Linked DNA regions of Mus musculus: region 1 is linked to region 2. The links are chromatin contacts, called in public HiChIP or PLAC-seq maps. All regions are on one chromosome and are shown on one strand. The core of a region is the stretch at or near the end of the contact, and the rest is flanking DNA. Distances in the headings are between cores, read along the strand shown.

Region 1 (7,197 bases), core at 4,079-6,578, 410 kb before region 2:
AAGTTTCAGACGGTTGTGAGCTGCCATGTGTGGGTCCTGGGAATTGAACTCAGGTCCTCTGGAAGAACAACCAGTGCTCTCGACCTCTGAGTCATCTCCCCAGCCCTTCACTTTCCTTTCTAATGTTTGTAAACCGCCATGGTATTTAATGTTTTCATTATCTTACTGTCCTAAATCCATTTTATTCTTTGACTCAGCTTCTAGGCAATTTTCTTTGAAGTTTAATTTTTAAGTGTGTATGTGTTTAGATGTGGAGGCCAGAGGACAACTTTATGGAATCAGTCCTCTTCTACCTTTATGGAGATTCCAGGGATCAAACTCAGGCTGTCACCAGCCACAGGAGCAGAGAGCACCATGCTGTTAATGGCAGCTTGGGGGCTGCATGGATACCTTTCTCCAACACCAATCTCAGCTCTTACTCATTTTCCTTCTTTCTAAATATTCTGAGCATTTCGGTCTTGTCAGGATTTTTGTATGCTTCCTGGTAGCACAAGCTCCCACCCCTCTAGACATGTCTCTCCCTTCCTTATAGGCCTCCTGCCATCATGTCAGGCTTGCAAGACAAGTGGCTTTATCTGCGGAACCATCTTGCTAACCCAAGGAAGGAAGCCTTTCTTAACCAACTCTCCGCCCCCTTCTGTCTGGAAGAGTCTAGTGGTGCCTTTGAACCACCACTGTTGCATGCTTGACCTCGGTTATAATTTTGCTCACAATTCATATTCAGGTAATTTATGACATTTTATCTCCTCTTACTGACCTTGTACTCCATGAGAAGGGCTCATGCACTCAGTGTTTTATTCAATGGTTATTATCAAATATTTTCTCCCTGCAGAACACCTTGTCAGGTACTCTTATCTTAGGGGTTCACTGTCAATGACTCATGTCAAACCACAGTGAGACCCCGAAAGCACCCATTTGTTGTTGTCTGGGACATGGTCTCACTATGTAGTTCCAGGCTGGCTTGGAACTCACTTTGTAGCCTCAAACCCTAAATAATCTTCTTGCCCCAGCCTCCTGTGTACTGAGATTATGGGTATGTACAATCATGCCTACATGGAATCAGTTTTATGGTACTTCAAATTATCTGCCTGTCTGACAGTCATATTGCACATCAAAATTTCTATGTCTGAATAAGGCTGTTCTCTATGTACTCACTTAGAAGGCAGCCAGCCAGGGACTCTAGGTTACCTTTCTGGGAGTGGGATGTGGTCACCCAGCGTGTGCAAAGCCCCGTTGGCCTTTCTGAAGCTAAGGTCAGCGCCATGCATGACATTTTGATGCATTGCATGCTCTGATTAGTTAGTTGTTTTCAGAACCTTGTATGGACTCTGGCACATTGAAGAAACACTGTAATAAGTGAACTGGATGGGCGTGTCAAAGGCAGCCTGTGGGAATAGCTAGTCTACTCTGGGATGGAGAGGCCACAGGAGCAGATGGGGTCATACTCTTAACTGGCGCTTGAGGGCTGCCTGGATACCTTTCCCCAACACCGATCTCAGTTTTTTATTCATTTTCCTTCTTTCTAAATGTTCAGAACATTTCAGTCTTGTCAGGATTGTTGTATGCTTGCTGGCAGTACCATGAACCCGCACCTCTAGGTGCAGCTCTCCCTCCCCTTCGCAGAGATTCCTCTCTCTGTTTCAGAGCACAGATCTGCTTGTAGGCGTAACATTTGGCTATAGTTGACTGATTTTCCAAACTGTTCTTCTCTACAGTTCTGTGTCCCTTAGTCTGTCCATGTGGCCATTCCCCTGGTTTGGGTGGAGATGTGGACTCTGATCCTGGGTCACACCTTTATAACTCAGGAGTCTGCCAAACCCTAAAACAAGTTAGAGCCCTGGGTGCTTGTATCCTGAATCTAACTAACCAGGGCACTCCCTGCCTGGCACAGGGCACTTCCACGGTTGTTTAAAGCCAAGTCTTTGGTCACTGGGATCTGTGTTTCTAGAACCTGGGTTGCAGAAGGCAGAGTTACTCATTGGTAGAGTAGGAGAAACTCCCCCTTTTCCCTAATCATGGATTGAAAGCAAAAATTAGAGCAGGTGGTGGTGACACACTCCTTTAACCCCAGCACTCAGGAGGCAGAGACAGGTGGATCTCTGTGAGTTCAAGGTCAGCCTGGTCTACAGCTGAGTTCCAAGACAGCCAGATCTACAGAGAGATACTCTGTCTCAGAAAAGCAATTTTAAAAACAAAAGGAGGAGGAAGAGGAGGTAAACATCAAAGCTGTTTTGAGCTGACCTTTAGTTCCAGCCCATCTCACTTTTATTCTTAGGGCTACCATAAAAATTACCACAAACCCATAAACCAGGTGTCTTATGGAAAAGGAATTTTTTTATTTTATTTCAAAGTTTCGTAGGCCTTAAGTCTGGAGTGTACTGACAGGACCAGTCTACCTCAGAGGCTCTGGGGAAGCCTCTCTTGTTGCCACTTCTGGATTCTGGTGGTATACACCTGTAATCCCAGCACTTGCTAGGCAGAGCCAGGCAGATCTCTGTGAGTTTGAACTCAGCCTGGTCTACCTAGAGAGTTACAGGCCACCAGGAGTTACATAGTAAAACCCTGTCTCAAAATATAGTAACACTAAAAATAAACAAATGTAACAACAGCAAGCATTCTCAGTTGTATCTGTGAAGACAGTGTCCAGATAAGGTTACACTTGCAATTCTGAGGTTGCCATGGATACAGAAATGGACATGATATTATGTGGCCACCATTTAGTCATCAGTGTAGAGGAACTAAAGTGGATGCATTTCAAGATGTCCACAGGGTGTCTCCTCAGCCTCACCCTCTTCTACCAAAGGGACAATGCTGCCAACCCCAGTTCACAGTAGGCTCTGTCTCTGGCCCCTCTCCCACCCACCTAGAGAATGCTGGTGACATGCTCAAACATACCCAAGACCAATTGTGCCCCAGACATTGACCGCCACCACCTCCTTCTCCTCCTCCTCCTTCGATTCTTCCATTTGCCGTGGTGTGTGTGTGTTTATGTGTGTTTATGTGTACCACAAGCTGATATGTGGGTGATGGGAACTGAGCCACGGTCCTCTGCTGGAGCAGCCAGTGCTTTTGACCTCTGAGCCATGTCTCCAGCCCTGCTCTCTGTCCTTGCTGCTTGGGCTTACGTGATCCACATGGCATTATCTGTGCTCGTCCACATCTGAGCTCTACAGACTGTCCTTCATTTGCTTCTTTTTGGTTTTGGTTTTTTGGAGACAGGGTCTCACTATGTGATCCAGGCTGGCCTCAAATGTGCAGCATTCCTCAGCTTTCTACGTACTGGTATTACAGATGTAAGCCACCAGGCCAGGCTCTCTCTGTTCACCTGAGACAGTGTCGCCAGTTTTCCTGAAGCCCAAACCAAAGAAACAGTCGGGTCCAAACACCCCTTTTCTCCAAGGCTGTCAGGCTGCTCTTCTCTTGTCTAAGTGAAGCATTTTAACATTTTTAAGATTCTTAGAAATGTCAGAGCTGGAGGGAGCTTAGAACCCTGGCAGTCCCCTTGCTTCTTGGCTGGGGGCCCAGATTCCTAAGAGCCCAAAATGGGTCTAATGTTTCTTACAGTTAGTTTTCCAATATGACCTGTATTTTATAGTTACAAAATAGCACATGCTCAAGGCAGGAAATGTGGGGAGACAGAGATGAGTCTTGGGGAATTGAAAACATCTCTCCATCTGTCCTGTTCTCTCTTAGACCCCTAACCTCAGCATTCTACTCTCTGGTGCAGGGAGGCACCCATTTGTTCCATTATCTTCAGTTTCAGACAGTAAAGACCACAGTTAGCACAGGTTTCTATAACTCAGCTTCCCAGCCTTCTGTGTTCATTTTTATGCAGAGGGAATGGGAATCACATTATACAACAGCTGTGTACACTGCCTTTTCCTTCTCTCTTGGCGTTCTACTTACTATAAGTACTTTCCCATTCTGATAGTTTTTAAACTTTTTCATATTTTAAAAATCATGTGTGTGTGTGTGTGTGTGTGTGTGTGTGTGAGAGAGAGAGAGAGAGAGAGAGAGAGAGAGAGAGAGAGAGAGAGAGTTTTGCCTATGTGTAAGTTTGTGTATCATGTGTATGCCTGGTGCTTGACAAAGTCAGAAGTGGGTATCTGATCCCCTGGAACTGGAGTTGAAAATGGTTGTGGGCCACCATATAGGATCCTCTGGAAGAGTAGCCAGCACTCTTAGCCAATAAATTATCCTTCTAGCCCCCACCCCCATTTAAAAATATTTATTTTTATTATTTTGAAACTATGTGTGTATCTGTAGGAGAGATGGCTAGGCAGTTAAGAGTGCTCCCTGCTTTCCCAGAAGACCCAGATTTGATTCCCAGCACCCACATCAGGTATCCACAACAGTCCATGACTCCCTCTCCACTCCTCAAAGTCCTAAGGAAAATTTAGAACACTCTCTTTTTAATAAGGTGATGCAGTTAGCACAGCAAAACTTTTGTCTTTTATCTTTTATTGCAGTTGGGGAAGGAAAAGGTGGGGAAAGAGTCTGAGGGGAGTGGAGGGAGGGGGGAATGCAGTTGGGGTTTTTTGTATGAGAGGAAAATTTGAGAGAGAGAAGAAGAAGAAGAGGAGGAGGAGGAGGAAGAGGAGGAGGAGGAGGAGGAGGAGGAGGAGGAGGAGAAGGAAGAAGAGGACGACGACCACGACCATGACGACGTCGTGGTGGGGGGGTGGAGGAGAGAATATGAGAATAAATCCAAACTACCACATCACTGACAGCTCACTGGAAGCTAGTTGATGGTTAAGCTTAGATCAGTATGAAATTTTAAAAAATAAAATAAAAATCAGGACTGGGGATGTAGACGGCAAAGTGCTTGCCTAGTGTGCATGAGTGAGTTCCATCCCAGCACTTCATAAACGGGATATGATGGTGCGAGACTAATCTCAGCCCTTGGAAGCTGGAGACCGGAGGATAGACTCAAGGTCGTGCTCAAAGACAGTTCAAGACCAGCCTACATTATAGGACCCTATCTCAAGGATGACAGAAAACAAAATGAGTAAACAAACATTAACCTAACTCTTTTGTCCAAAGTTCAAAGGTTCATAGTTAGTGAAGGCACTGGGAATGACTGGCCAACTCTCTTTAGTGGTCTGGCGCGGGCTCAGGACCTAGTATGCACCTTAATTATCCCCACATTCCCAATTCTCACTTAGACACTGAAGCCCTGACAATGTCTGCATTCTGGAGTCTCCTGTCTCCGTGTTCAGACCGTAGTGTCACTTTAGCGTCTGGCACCGATGCTACTACACCTGGGACTCGCACGACCTCGCCTAGCTGGTGGGGCGGACACAGGCAGACGAGCCCGGCCGCTAGCGGCTGCCCGCGCATGCTCTATGCTGCGCGCTCGGCTCCTGAACCGCAGCTCCCGCGGCCCCGCCCACTGAGCGGTTGGAATTTGAATCTCCGGCGCGACGCTGCGGGAAGAGTAAAACCCTGGGTCAAACATGGAGAGTTCGGGATCCGCCGCGTGCTGCCCGGTGCTACAGCAGCGTGCTCGTTGGGAACGGAAACGTGTCTGCACCGCTCGGGAGCTGCTGGAGACCGAGCGACGCTACCAGGAACAACTGGGGCTGGTGGCCACGGTGGGGCTCGATGGGGGTATGGGAGGGTCAAAGACCTTGCTTCCCCCTACAGTTTCTGGCTGCAGCAGACGTTGACTTCCTCTTGCTACAGTCTAAGAAAATTGTATTTTTTCCCCTCCTGAAAAAATACAGTACTTCCTGCGGATCCTGAAAGCCAAAGGAACACTACGACCACCAGAACTCCAGACCCTGTTTGGGACCTGGGAGCTCATCTATGCCGCCAGCCTGTGAGTGGAAGAATTGCAGGGAGAGGGAGCGTCAAGCCTAGTCAGAAAGGCCAAGTTCATCTGCCAACTTTCTCACCTGTGGGGTTGGCCCAATGCCTTAACCTGCCGGCGTCTCCAGCTGTAAAATGGGATAATAGCACTACCTGCGAGGCAGGGTTAATGGAAGTGTATGAGGGAGTGTAGAGTAGTTGTTGGCTTGCGCTTTTACTGTTCTTTGCCCACACAGAGAGCTGCTTCCCTATCTGGAAGAAGGGCAGTGGGGACTGGGGCTACAGGGCTTCTGCCCCCACCTGGAGCTCTACGCCCAATTTGCTGCCAACGCAGAGAGATCTCAGACTACCCTTCAGGTAACCTGCAGTCTGTCTCTTCCTCCTTACCCCTGAATTTAGAGACCTGAACTCATGAGTTGCTTGCATTAGAACCCAGCTCCTTGCTAACATCTTTAGGAGGACCAGTTTCCCGCGGGAGTGCACAGCTTGCTGCTTGCAGTATGAGGAGTGACTTCCCTCCCTCATGTGAACTTCCCCTCTCAACCCAGGCGCAGCTGAAGAAGAATAAGCGTTTTCGGAGGTTCGTGAAGCTTCAGGAAGGTCGCCCTGAATTTAGGGGTCTTCAGCTCCAGGACCTGCTCCCTCTGCCTCTGCAGCGGCTCCAACAGTGAGTGTGAATCTCTCTAGGCTGGAATTAATCCTCTCAGGCTGCATAACCGAGGCCGGCAGCTCTGTGGGGGATGCCATAGGTTCTATCCCAGCTTTGCTATTCTGGGCCAAATTGCTTCTAAGAAGCTTTTACCAGAGTAAATGTTGACCCTCAGGGTTATCCAGGGTCTGCAGCGTCAGATGTGGCATTGTAGGACTGTATACTAAATGGAGGGAACCTGCACCAAGGCCAGAGACAGACTCTGGAGAGGCTCAGGGCAATGAGGGGGTTGGTCTAGTCTTGTGGTTCTGTTCTAGGGCTCAGAGGTTGTCTGTGGTAGCCTCCTTGGTTTGATTTGGTTTCATCTTCTGACCCAGCCTCCTGATTCTTCAGTGTAGAATGGAAATGTAATGTGACCCCAGGTTCAGAGTCCCAGGTTAAGGAGGGGCAACAGAGGAGCCAGGCCTTTCCTGACTTGACAGTTGAGAAATGAAGGTCGGGGAGGTGATCTTCAAGTCTATGAAAGCAGGGCATTGAGCCTGGCTCTACTTCCCTCCCCACTGTCCACTTCTAGGTACGAGAATCTTGTCGTGGCTTTGGCTGAGAACACAGTTCCCAACAGCCCTGACTACCAGCAGCTCACACGTAGGTTCTAGTTCCTCAGCTCAGGCAGAGGCTGCCTGTCCTGAATGCCTCTCTGGCTCTCACCTCCAACAGTGTCTGGTATGTCCCTGTCT
Region 2 (6,429 bases), core at 2,071-4,570:
AAATTGTCATGAAAGAACTGGATTTCAAGCTTGATCTATAGTTTACATGAAAAGAAACATTATCATAAAATTGAAAAAAGGGAATTCTCTGAGAGGAGAACTAAGTACAAATCAAAGGGAGTAACCTAACCCTGAAAACTCAGATCTGAAGCCCTCCATGTTTGTACTAACTAGAGTGACTATGCAGTCCAGACTGTCTTAAAATTCACCATGCTGACCTTGAACTCAAGACTCTCCTGCTACAGTCTACTTAGTAGTAGTACAAGTGTGTACAACCACATGTGGCCTGAGGATTTGCTTCTTGTATTAAGAAAAACATTTCATAAAAGCAAAAAACAAAAACAAAAACAAAAACAAAAAAAAAAAACAAAGTTATCGTGTTAACTCACTAAAATGCCAAATACTGCTTAAAACAATTACCTACTGTTAGATAATGTGAGAAAATGGGAACTGCCACATTTGCCTATCATTTCAAAAGCATGTGGTTTTATCCAGATGAGAAGACTGAGACAGGAAGAGCTCACATTTCAGGCCAGCCTAAGCTATAAAGCAAGACTATCTTAAATGCAGAAACAAAGAAATGGGGAGATGGCTCGGTGGATAAAATGCTTATTGCCCAAGCATGAGGACCTAAGTTTAGACCCAAAGCATTCTCATGAAAGGAGCAGAAGGTAACATGTCTATAACCCAGCTCTAGAGGCTCACACATGCCAGCCAAGGCCTGGAGCACCCAGCTATACTTCTGAAACCTGAAATACATTTTGTATCATAAGATCTTAAACTTGAGCGATGGACAGGGCTAAGTGGCAGATCATCTTCCTAGCATGTGAGGTCCCAAGGTTAAACAAAATTTAAATCTTTCTCCAGGCTGCATGGTATACACTTGTAATCCTAGCAGTTGGAAGCTAGAAATAGGAGGCCCAGGGGCTTGCTAACCACCCTGTCTAGTCAACTGGGGTGTTCTATGCTCTCTAAGAGACCCTGTCTCAAAAAACTGAAGTGCAAAGCAATTTGAGAAAGAGATTCAAGGTCGCATTTGGCCTCCATGCACACAGTGTACACACATGGATGCTATTAATAATCCCTTCTTTTCTTTTAGACATAGGGTCTCTCTACGTAGCCTCAATGTCCTGGAACTAGATATGCAGGCCACACTGGTCTTGATTATATTCTCCTGCCTTTGCCTCTGAGTAGCGGGATTAAACGTATGTGCAACCAAACCTGGCCAATTTTTTTTTAAAGTTTGTATAGGTTTTTTTTTTTTTAATCTCACTATAATCTTGTAAAATATTCTAGCTAAGGATGGTGGCTCATGTCTATAATTACAGCAGGATATTGAGGCAGAATTCTGAAAAACAAAACCCATACAGCCATACAGCCTCCACTGCTGAGTGACACCCTGTTTTAGAAATTAAATAAATAAATAAAGGGGGATTTACAGAGTACTTATCTAGGATGCATAAGTCCCAGCACCACGGAGGGAGGACAAGGTGATCCGAAGTTCAAAGTTGCCCTTAGCTATACAGCAACTTCAAGGCCACCCTGGGCTACGTAAGACCCATCTCACAAAGAAATTTAAAACTAAAAATAAATTTAAAGATGACTTTGGTACACAAGGGTGCATGCCACCAAGACTAGCAACCTCCATCCTAAATTTGATTCCTAGAACTCGTATGGGCAAAGGTCAGAACTAACTTCCAAAAGTTATCCTCTGATTCCACACACATGCTATGGCATGAGCATGCATGGGCACACACACATACAAACAGAAAAGATAACATAAAATTAATTAAAATAGGGGGCTGGAGAGATGGCTCAGCAGTCAAGAGCACTAACTGCTCTTCCAAAGGTCCTGAGTTCAAATCCCAGAAACCACATGGTGGCTCACAACCATCTGTAATGAGATCTGATGCCCTCTTCTGGTGAATCTGAAGATAGCTACAGTGTACTTACATATAATAATAAATAAATAAATCTTTAAAAATTAATTAAAATTAAAAAATTTAAAGTATAGTATAGTATAATTGGGTTGACAAGAGAGAAAAGATAAACTTTTCATTGATTAATACAGATAAAAATACAGGTAAACAAAGTTAAATGTTTTATAGCAGTGGGGTAATAATTTCATGAACTACCTTAGCAAATTAAATCAATGCATTTAAGTAGTTAGCTAAATGAAATCATTCATTCTTTTTATCTTCCTGAGATAGAGTCTCTTTATGTAGTCCAGGCTGACCTAGACAAGCAATCCTCTCGCTCCAGACTCTCAAGTACTAGGACTATAGAAATGTACTGCCATACCCAGCTTATAATTCATGATTTTCTTTTAAGATTTGCTTCTGAGGGGCCAGTGAGGGGCCTGATATGAAGCCTACACAACCTGGGTTCATTCTCTGGAAACCATGTGGTAGAGGAAGAGAACAGACTCTCCCAAGGTGAGTCTCCTCAGATCACCACATTTGCATAGCAAGTGACTTAGCCCTGAGCCACTGGAGTTCAGTTCCCAGCACTCACATAGCAACCTACAACCATCTGTAATTCCAGATACAGATCTTCTTGCCTCCTTGGAGTCCTGCACACATATACACTCACATTCACACACACACACACACACACACACACACACACACACACACACACACCTTTTTTTTTTAAAGACTGCCTTAAATCACAGCAAGCATGAAGTGTTGAAAGCAAGGAGGGCCAGACTTACCTGGTGAACCCTGGAATTTGGCTCTTTTAACTGCAAGAAAACAAAAGAGGTAAGATTAGGAACCTGATCTCATACTCAGTGGAAAAAAATCTGTTCCTGCCTCCTGACAAGGAGAAGAAAGCCAAATGGCAGGAAATCTGTTTTATGTTAGATGTCGTTCTGAAGTTTAAGTTATCAATGTTCCTTATTTAAAAGCAATCATCAGGCTGAAAGTAACCACTTACCTTAAATATATGAGACCCCTGAATTATATCCTTAGCCAAATAAAAAAAGGTAAGAAGTAAATTTTTAACAAGGAAAATCCCTCTACTTCATTCTGCTCAAACAAGAGTATATCAGGAAAAAATAGACAATAAGTTTTAAAACAAGAGTGAGAAGTGACTTCTGAGACCAGGCAGGTACCAAGAGGGGCTCCTGTCCATGATGATGTGGAACTGCTTCTAAAGAATAGGCTGGGAGCTGCACAAGAAAGAATCCTACAAGCACAATGCACACACAGCTCCCAGGGGAGCCAAGAACTGCACATGCAAGGGAACTGCCACAGCTGCACTAGTGGCTCAAGTCTGGAATCCTAGCACTCAGAAAACTAGGCAGGAGAGCTGCTGCAAGTTCAAGACCAGCCTGTGCTACAGAGTAAATAAAAAAGAATCAAGATCAATCCACAAAGATTAAGGACAAATTCACCGGGTGTGTTGGAGGGGGGCAGTTTGTAGTACAATGCGTAGAAAGTACATATAAGGCGTTGGTCTGCCTTTCTCCATGCTTTATGTTTCTTCCAAGGGCTAAGCCACATAGGGCTTTCCACAAGGCCATCTCCATTTCAGACAGTACTCATTACTACTACAATCTATTTATTTTTATTGATCCAAAATATGTCTTTTTTAATCTCACATAAAGTCAGTTCCTCTTCCCAAATATTCTTTCTCATGAACATGGAGAAAGTAAAGCAGGTCATGTGGAGCGTGCCTCTAACCCCAGCACTGGGGAGGCAGAGGCTCGTGGATAAACTTAAAGCCAACTTGGGCTACATAATGAGAGCCAGAGCTACATACTGAAACCCTGTCTTTACAATTAAGAGAGACAGACAGAGAGAACACATTTCGGCTGGGCTTGGTAGTGCTTGCTTGCAATCCTAGTAGAAAGTAGAGGCACAATGAACAATTCAAAATTAGCTCGCCTACATAAACCAGAACAGGACCAAGCAGACAGCTAAGGTGCCTGTTTCCATGTCTGACAACTTAAGTATATTTCCAGGACCCATATGGTAAAAAAAGAAAACTCCCAAAACTGTCCCTAATCTTCTGTTATATACACACTTTGGCATGCACATGTACACAAGCACACACAGCAAATAAAAAATGTAGTTATAAAAATGTTTAATAAAAGCCAGATGGTGGTGGCACACACCTTTAATGCCAGCCCTTGGGAGGCAAAGGCAGGTGGATCTCTGAGACCAACCTGGTCTACAGAGTGAGTTCCAGGACAGCCAGGGCTACACAGAGAAACCCTGTCTCTAAAAACAAACAACAAAACCAAAAAAAAAAAAAGTTTAATAGAATTAAAATATTTCAAATTGTCATTATACTAGCAATAACTACTAAAATTAAAATAACTAAGCATAAATGAAAAATAACCAACAAAATTTTAAATATATTAATATATACATAGTTAAAACATTTTTTAAAATTTTCTGATTGGACTGGTCAATGCCTATAATCCTATCACTTGCATTGTAGGAGGATCTATGTAAATTGGAAGTCAGCCTGAATTACATGATTACATTAGGTCAGCCAGAACTACATAATAAGATCTTATCTCAGAAATGGGGCTAAAGGGGGCTATCTCTAACTACATTGCCTGCCTTTGGATCCCTTTCCCTTAACTGGACTGCCCTGTCTAGCCTCAATAGAAGAAAATGCACAGTCTTACTGCAACTTGATATGCCAAGGCTTGTGATATCAATGAGAGGCCTCCCCTTTTCTGAGAAGAAAGGGAGGAAGGAAGGGGAGAGAAAGGGCCTAAAAGGAAAGGAGGAAGAGGAAGCTGAGATCAGGATATAGAGTTAATAACAACTTAAGGAAAATAATGGGCTAAAGAGATGGTTTATCAGCTGAGAGCACTGGCTGCTACTGTAGAAAATCTGGATTCAGTTCCCAGCACCCACCTGGTGGCTTACAACCATCTATGACCCTGTTCCAGGAGATCCTACATCCTCTTCTGTCCTCCTTTGGCACCAGGGACACACATGGGGCACACATACATGCAAGCAAAAAACTCATACACATAAAATTAAAAAAATAAAAAAGGGAGGCTGGAGAGATGGCTCAGCAGTTAAGAGCACTTGACTGCTCTTCTAGAGGTTCTGAGTTCAAATCCCATTCAAATCCCAACAACCACATGGTAGCTCACAACTATCTGTAATGGGATCTGATGCCCTCTTCTGGTACGTCTGAAGATAGCTACAGTGTACTCATAAATTAAATAAATAAATCTTTAAAAATAAAAATAAATAAAAGATCCTTTCTCAAAAAGAGAGAGAGAGAAGGAGGGGGAAGGGAGGGAACTAAACTAGCATACATAGAATGGAAGTAATCTTACTATAATTAATAAATAGGTATCATAAATTAATCATGTGTCTAATAATCTATCCTGAAAATCACTAATACTACAGTTTTTAAGGCAGGAGACAGAGAAGAGAGAGGAAGAGAGATCAGAGAGGAAAATGGACCCAATAATGTGCATGGTGTAATCCCAGCACTTGGGAGACTAAGATAGGAGGCCCACAATGTAAACTCTAAGTTACATAAGACCTTGTCTCATAAAGTTAAAAAAAAAATTGCTGAGCACAGTGGTGCACACCTTTAAGCCCAGCGCTGAAGAGGCAGAGGCAAGCACATCTGAGTTCTAAGCCAGCCTCCCCTACTTAGAGAGTTCTAAGCCAGCCATAGTAAGACCATAGTCACTCAGATGTGAGGCTATCACAGTTTTAGTTGTGTGGAGTTTTCTGAGACAGGTCTCACTATGTAGCTCTGGCTGTCCTGGAACTTGCTCTGTAGAGTAGGCTGGCCTTAAACTCACAGATCTCCTGCCTCTGCCTCCTGAGTGCTGGAACTAAAGGTGTGTGCCCTACACCCAGCTCACAGTTTTAGTTAAGTCCTTACAGTAGATCTGGATAGGGTAGCACATACTTCAGTCCCATCATTTGGGAGGTGGGGACAGTAAGAGCAAGAGTTCAAGGACAGTCTTGAGTTAGGCGGTGAGTTTTAGGCCAGCCTATGCTACAAGACCCTGTCTCAAAAATAAAATACTTATGCTGTTCATGTCTAAAAATAGGTCCATATTACTTTCAAAATGAGATTTTTTTTGTTGTTGTTTGTCTTGAGGTATTTTGGGGGTTTTTTGAGGTTTTTTGGGGGGGTGGGGAGTGTTAAGATAGATCCCACTATGTAGGCCTGGCTGTCCTGGAACTCACTATGTAGACTAGGCTGGCCTTGAACTCACAGAGATCCGGCAGCCTCTGCCTCCCAAATGCCATGATAAAGGTATGCACCCACAGTCCTGACTTCAATATGTTTAAAACAATAAATAAACTGGGCAAGGCGGTACTTGGCTCTAATCCAAGTACTTGGGAGTTGGAGGTAATAAGATCAGAAGTTCAAGGTCATCCTCACTATACAGCAAAATGGAAGGCCTGCCTGTCTCAAAAACAAACAAGT

What was found. HiChIP or PLAC-seq counts read pairs in DNA pulled down with a chosen protein or histone mark.
Region 1: an H3K4me3 HiChIP or PLAC-seq map of embryonic stem cells shows a contact between it and region 2, with 19 read pairs. The contact joins two enhancer-like sites. A contact is called at or near these places in 11 of 39 promoter capture datasets (the 3T3-L1 cell line, cranial neural crest, embryonic stem cells and 4 more), 7 of 115 datasets of contacts at active chromatin or transcription factors (the NIH/3T3 cell line, acute myeloid leukemia, embryonic forebrain and 3 more) and 1 of 9 other capture datasets (adipose tissue).

What each region holds. Positions count from the first base shown.
Region 1 is chr4:43,497,867-43,505,063 of GRCm38.p6, reverse strand. It overlaps Arhgef39 (Rho guanine nucleotide exchange factor (GEF) 39), which reads left to right. Exons shown (of 12, transcript NM_001013377.3): 3 at 533-724; 4 at 5,166-5,594; 5 at 5,727-5,821; 6 at 6,048-6,168; 7 at 6,360-6,478; 8 at 7,035-7,105. The coding sequence starts at 5,457. Among named protein-coding and RNA genes, the nearest start is that of Car9, 5.6 kb to the left of the region's middle. Within about 2 kb of position 5,328, at least 306 of the 459 cell types and tissues checked have an H3K27ac peak or open chromatin away from gene starts, as enhancers often do.
Region 2 is chr4:43,084,217-43,090,645 of GRCm38.p6, reverse strand. Unc13b (unc-13 homolog B) reads right to left here. Exons shown (of 40, transcript NM_001384106.1): 2 at 2,714-2,743. Among named protein-coding and RNA genes, the nearest start is that of Unc13b, 28 kb to the right of the region's middle. Within about 2 kb of position 3,320, at least 3 of the 459 cell types and tissues checked have an H3K27ac peak or open chromatin away from gene starts, as enhancers often do.